2 separate regions of the Anser cygnoides genome follow, and region 2 is linked to region 1. Evidence: chromatin contacts called from public Hi-C data. All regions are on one chromosome and are shown on one strand. Each heading gives the region's core, a stretch centred on a gene start, on an enhancer-like site or on the middle of the called end of the contact. The rest is flanking DNA. Distances are from core to core; before and after follow the strand shown.

Evidence for each region. Hi-C and Micro-C count contacts between places; a contact is called where the count stands out from the background.
Region 2: a Hi-C map of liver shows a contact between it and region 1, with 16 times the contacts expected there. The contact joins two enhancer-like sites. A contact is called at or near these places in 2 of 7 Hi-C or Micro-C datasets (both in liver).

Annotation. Positions count from the first base shown.
Region 1 is chr4:45,994,667-45,997,396 of Taihu_goose_T2T_genome, reverse strand. No RefSeq gene overlaps it. Among named protein-coding and RNA genes, the nearest start is that of IQCM, 160 kb to the left of the region's middle. Within about 2 kb of position 1,331, at least 2 of the 3 cell types and tissues checked have open chromatin away from gene starts, as enhancers often do. A contact at or near this core is called in liver, where this site is marked.
Region 2 is chr4:46,796,154-46,798,883 of Taihu_goose_T2T_genome, reverse strand. All of the region lies in intron 2 of SH3D19 (SH3 domain containing 19), which reads left to right. Among named protein-coding and RNA genes, the nearest start is that of SH3D19, 34 kb to the left of the region's middle. Within about 2 kb of position 1,348, at least 3 of the 3 cell types and tissues checked have open chromatin away from gene starts, as enhancers often do. A contact at or near this core is called in liver, where this site is marked.

The DNA.
Region 1 (2,730 bases), core at 82-2,581:
ATTCTTCATCTTTTGGAGATATTGAAGTAACTTTATTCATTATGATGATTGGCTTCTCCCGCTGCTCCAAGGAGCATGATTCCAGACTGGTCTCTTCTGGTCTTGTTATTTGACGAGCATAAAGTGGATGGTGAATCTATTCCAATCTTTAAGTACCATTAACAGGAAGGTTTCAATATCACAGGATAGGTCTAAGCCATATTTAAGAGGAAAGCAATCAGTTTAGAGCCCTCTTAAACCTCTAAGTCATGCAACCAAGGAGCCAATGAAACAGCTGTCGATAGCCAGTGTGCCAAGTGAGACTTGTGGAAAGGAAGGCAAGCAAAGAGGACAGTGATCTTCTCACCCAAAGAATTACTGTAAAAAGTGTTGAGTGGGTGTGAAAGATGAAAGCCCTAGCAGGAGACACGCCTTTTGTACCTTTTTGGCTAAGCTTCTAACAGTGAGCCATGAAGTTGTCATTCATCCCTTGTCAGCTGTAATATGTAAGCCACATGCAAGGCAGCTTCACAGAGCTGAAAGGAGTGCTGCTAGATAGCAGAGTTGCATTTGTAGCCTGCCATCAGGACAGCCAAACGTGCACTGCTGAGGTGTGAATTATGAAAGTTAGTTTCCAAATGGCCAAGGGGCAATAAACATTAATATAAACTAGACATGGGCCCATGCCAAATAACCCCAACTCTCAGGGTGTTTGGATTGCAAACATTTGATTGGGATCCAAGCTTTGCAGCTGGCCTTATCTCTGCAGTGGCCAAGCCAAAACCCCGGGGTTCATGGCCACCTGGCACATTCTGTGATCCAAGGATGCAGTGTCTGATTACCTGCTCCTTTGCCACCTCCAGCAAACAGTCCTTTTTATCAACAATCACTTGTGCTTCCTGTCTTGCTCTGATATCCTTTCCGTGATTTGGTGCTTTTTCTCTCTCATATTTATACTGGAAGTTCCCTGAATAAGGGACAGGCTTTAAATCTGTTTAGAACAACTCTGGGTAGAATTATGCAATATTGTGGAAAATCATCAACGGAAGGCATGGAATCTGAGCATGAACTTTGTACCTTCTGTGCAAGGCTTACAAAGGGCACTAGACTGCTGCGCTTGTGAAAGAGAGGTGGGTAAGCAGTACATTTAATAAACATACCCAATTCAACTTGGAAGACCTGAAATTTTAAAAGACGTATTACAGCTGGTTTGCAGTAGGTGACTACAAAATCCAAGCCAGAAGTCTCCAGCCGTTCCTGGGGTCAAAGACTGGACTCTAACCGTCTGTGTTTATTCTTTCCACCTCAAATCCCACTGACTAAGTGTCAGATGGAGATTGGCAGTCTGGAGATTGCAAGTGTTTTTATTCCCCAGGACATAACGCATAGAGAGGAGAATCACTTCAGTTTGCCAAAATACACTCTTGAGCCCCTCATTTCACCTCCAGCAGCAATAGCCATGGAAGGAGTTGTGTGATCACCCTGTTCTCAGTGGACTTTCTTTTTCTTCCTGGACCTCGGAAAGGAGGGGCTAACTTGGAGGATCTTTCAGAATATCAATAATTGGAACAAAAAATGTGTGCCAGAAGTACCTTTAGGGGGAAAATATTGCCAGTCCTAGTTTCTAACAAATGCCTTTACCCTAAACCAACAACCAGGAAACAATTCACATTTAATAGCTTAGAAAAGTACCTAGGAACTTAGCTCTCAATTCTTCGCTTACATGTAAAGTAATATACATTTGTAGGAGGATATACTATGTGCCACTACATGGGGTATATCAGAAGATACAACAAAAGAAGACAGAACCTCTAAGGTTTGACAAATTACAAAACCTGAAAGTCAGAATTTAGGGGCAGAAAGAAAACACTTTGCCTTGCCCTAACCCTTAAAGCCAGACCTGCATTGTGATCCTAAAATTGCTGAGATTTTTCATGTCTTCTGTAGCAGACATAGTTAGATATGACATAAATATCGAAGAATGATGATTTTTGTTGAATTCTAAGAGGTTAATTAGCATGTTAATTATCAGTAATTAATATATGCAGATACAGACATGAGAAATGGAGACTTTATTGGTATGAAATTTGTCTATTAGCTACACTTCATACTCATCAAATCTAGTGTTTCTGAAGCAGTAAGACTATTGATCTACATTATGGATTCTGCTTGGGTAATTACGATGTGTATTTAATATCCTTATCTTTAAACAGAACAAGGGGATGCTGAGCTTGCATCTGGAGTTGTCTCAATTTCCTCTTCTAACTTAGTGGTTGAAAAAATAAATGAAATTTTATGATCATTTTTATGATCATTTCAATCCCTGGTTATAACTATCTCCATTTTTAGCTGAACAGGTTTCCTGAGTCTACATTTCTGGCTATTGTAATTATATTCTTGACTCATGATTGCACAAGGAAAAACTTTCTGGACTCCACACTGATAAAATATCTCCAGGGATCTCATCTGAACTTCTAGGAAATCAAAGGTTAATAATACTGACTGAGTTGGAAGGGTGAAATCTTTGGTTTCCGACATTTTGAGAAATAGCTCACTTCACTGATATTTAAACATAGTGCTGTGGCAACTCTTCATGGATTTATATCATATTAGTGTCTATCTTTTCCTTTGTTTTTTTCACTGCCCCCATTGATACAGCTATCATTCCAGACCAAATTTTCTATATAGAGTTTTCTATACAGACCTCCTGAATCATGAGTATGCCTTTCTTTAGATGACTGTTTTTATTAG
Region 2 (2,730 bases), core at 99-2,598, 800 kb before region 1:
GATAACATTTTACACTTAAAATTACACGTGCTTTCAACTGCTAGAAATATTTACTACCAAGATTAAATTGTCATTAAAGTATTTGCAATATTATTTCTCAATTTCCATCGAGACATATTTGCAGAGGTATCACAGAAGTGAGTACGAATTGTTGATAAATAGGTTAGATCGTAGATTCTTGACTGTTACAGAAGGGCCAAACTCTTCAATAAGCAGGGCCCTCCGTTCTTGTCATACACATTTTGATGGGAGACAAAATCCGTAAATAGACAACGAAGACTGAGAATAACTTGAATAATGCTCTGACAATTTGTCTTTCTGGAATGGGCAAGTGCATGCAGTCCTCTTTGGGGCAAGGTGCAGTGCAGCTCAGGTTGTCTGAAAGAAAATGCAAAGTGAAAAGGGGAATTCTGTCTAGCGTGTCTGTAGCTCTGGATCAGGAAAGTGTTAATTTGGGATACACATGAACTGAGTGATTCAGATTCACACTAAAATTTGGGGTGTTTTAGCTTCAAGATCTAAGCTGGACATTGTTAAGTGTGGAAGCTGTTGCATGTTGATGACTGCAGTTTGCTGCAAGGATCAGTGGGTGAAATGTTATCATTTGCTGCTTTGATCTGCTTTTACTTCCTTCCAGTGTCCTGCCATAAAATTGAAGGTTCGGTGGCTGAAATACCGTCTCCAAGTACGACAGTGACAAGCACATGAATATGGAATAAGTGGCTGAAGCAATAGCTAGAAAGCCATTTCTGAAACCATCTCCCTACACTGATCAATGCGAGCTGTTCTAATTAGCTGAGCAGCTGGGTTTTAGCTGCTTCTTAACTACGTCCTTGCTTATCCAAGCAGTGGGAAGTCACAGTTGCTCTGTTCATTTAGTGATGCAGAAGCAGACATCTTCAGCATAGTGATGAGGATTGAATTGTAACTGGGCTTAATTACTGCTTCGGGATTGCTTGCTTTTGGGGCCAGGCCCAAGAGAGGTAAAGTGGTACCAGGGTGAGTCTGATTTCCTAGATCTGTAGTATTGAGCACTTGATTTCTTAGGTGACCGGATCTTTATTAGTTCCCGCAGGGCCATGGGGTGCAATACCCCATTACTTAGCAGGGAAGGTGAGGGTGCTGTCTTCATGTTCCAGAGCGGCCACGATGGTGCCAGGCCACTGCCAGCTGCTTTCTGCTGGTGATCGTCTGATCTCCCAGCGAGCCAGTCTGGGCAACCAGCACGAGCAGAAAACCAAACCACAACAGTGAATCAGCTGATGCCGAAGGGCGAGAAGAACAGCTGACCCAAGGCAGAGCCAGCGTTTGGTGATTTGCTGTCTGATCAGCCGCACGTTGGAAGTGAGTCACAGGCTAAAGGTCGTGTTTTGTGTGTGGAGGCTGAGCTGCTTCCCACAAGGACAGCCGCTGGCCTCACTGGCTGCCCCTTCTCACCACCTCTTGCATCACCCTGGTGCTCATGGGGAGCTACAGCCAGCTGGAGCAGTCAGCCTGTCTGCCTGAAAACTAATTGGGGTGTTTGTTATTAGCAAAATCACATGGCTGATCCAGCAGACGTGGCCATGTCAGCACCGGCACAGGATGGCTGGTGGAAATGGAGAGCCTGTACTGGCTGTGCACTCTCTGTTTGTCTTATACCAAGGGAGAAACTGCATCTCGGGTCCATGTGTCACGTAAACTAACAGCTCTGTCCTTGGCCTGCCATCTGCATGGTGGTAAACTCAGTCTTTTGCACCAGCCTTAATTTTACTATAGAAATACTAACGTCTTTCTGGAACTCAGTCTGCGGTGAAATCATTATATTTTGAATATTTTGTTTGGAATAATGTTTTCTAAATAATATTAACAGTTTCCTAATAAGCTTTAAAAAGATTACATTGTGGTACGTTGGCTATTAGGAAGCTAGCATGATTTCTAGAGGAACTGAGAGGAATAGATCGTGCCTTTCATTATTCTAGTGTTTTACCTCGCAGTGATTTCAACATCAGCTATTGAAAAATTCTTGGCTGGCATTCCAAGAAGTCACAAGATATTAAAAATAGCAATGTTTTAACTTTTTAAAGTGCCGGTGTAAAGAGTCAATAATTATCACAACTGAAAATGTGTTAAATGCCTTTTACGCAGGTGTGTGAACCAAAGGACAGATGTCCGGAGAAAAATCCCATATAATGTGATGTGAAGGATAAATCTTTGGAGCAGATGCTTCACTATATTTGTTTTCTAGAACAAGTGATTGTCCTTTTTCATTTTTTTCTCACCAGAAAAATCTCTAGAACAATGTATGAAATAGGTGTGATCGGTTTTCCTGTAGAATACTCATCGTTACGTCAGCTCTGATAAAGAAACCAAAGGTGTCCCTCCTGCTAGAGGGAGGTTCCTGTGGGAGCAGGCGCTGTAGAGGGTTGCACGATTCCTGCAGAGCACCCCATGCGTGCCACAGAATAGGAGGGTGAGTGGTCGGAGGTGGATGAAGGAAGGATGCTGAGACAGGACCATAGCTTGGGATGTCTTTTTTATCCCAAGCAGTACTGCAGCCCATAGGGCAGAAGTCTGTAGGTAGCCTGGGGAACCCCCCCTACATCGGTGAGGGTGTGCTTACAAGCAGGAGGGAGGAATCACAAGCCAGCACTGCCTGTGGCCTCCAGCAGCAGGCAAAGCGCAGCATGAGTCTGTCAGTGCTCAGGAGCAGAGCCGGCAGACGAGTCCCTGAGGTGGCCTCAGCTGGGC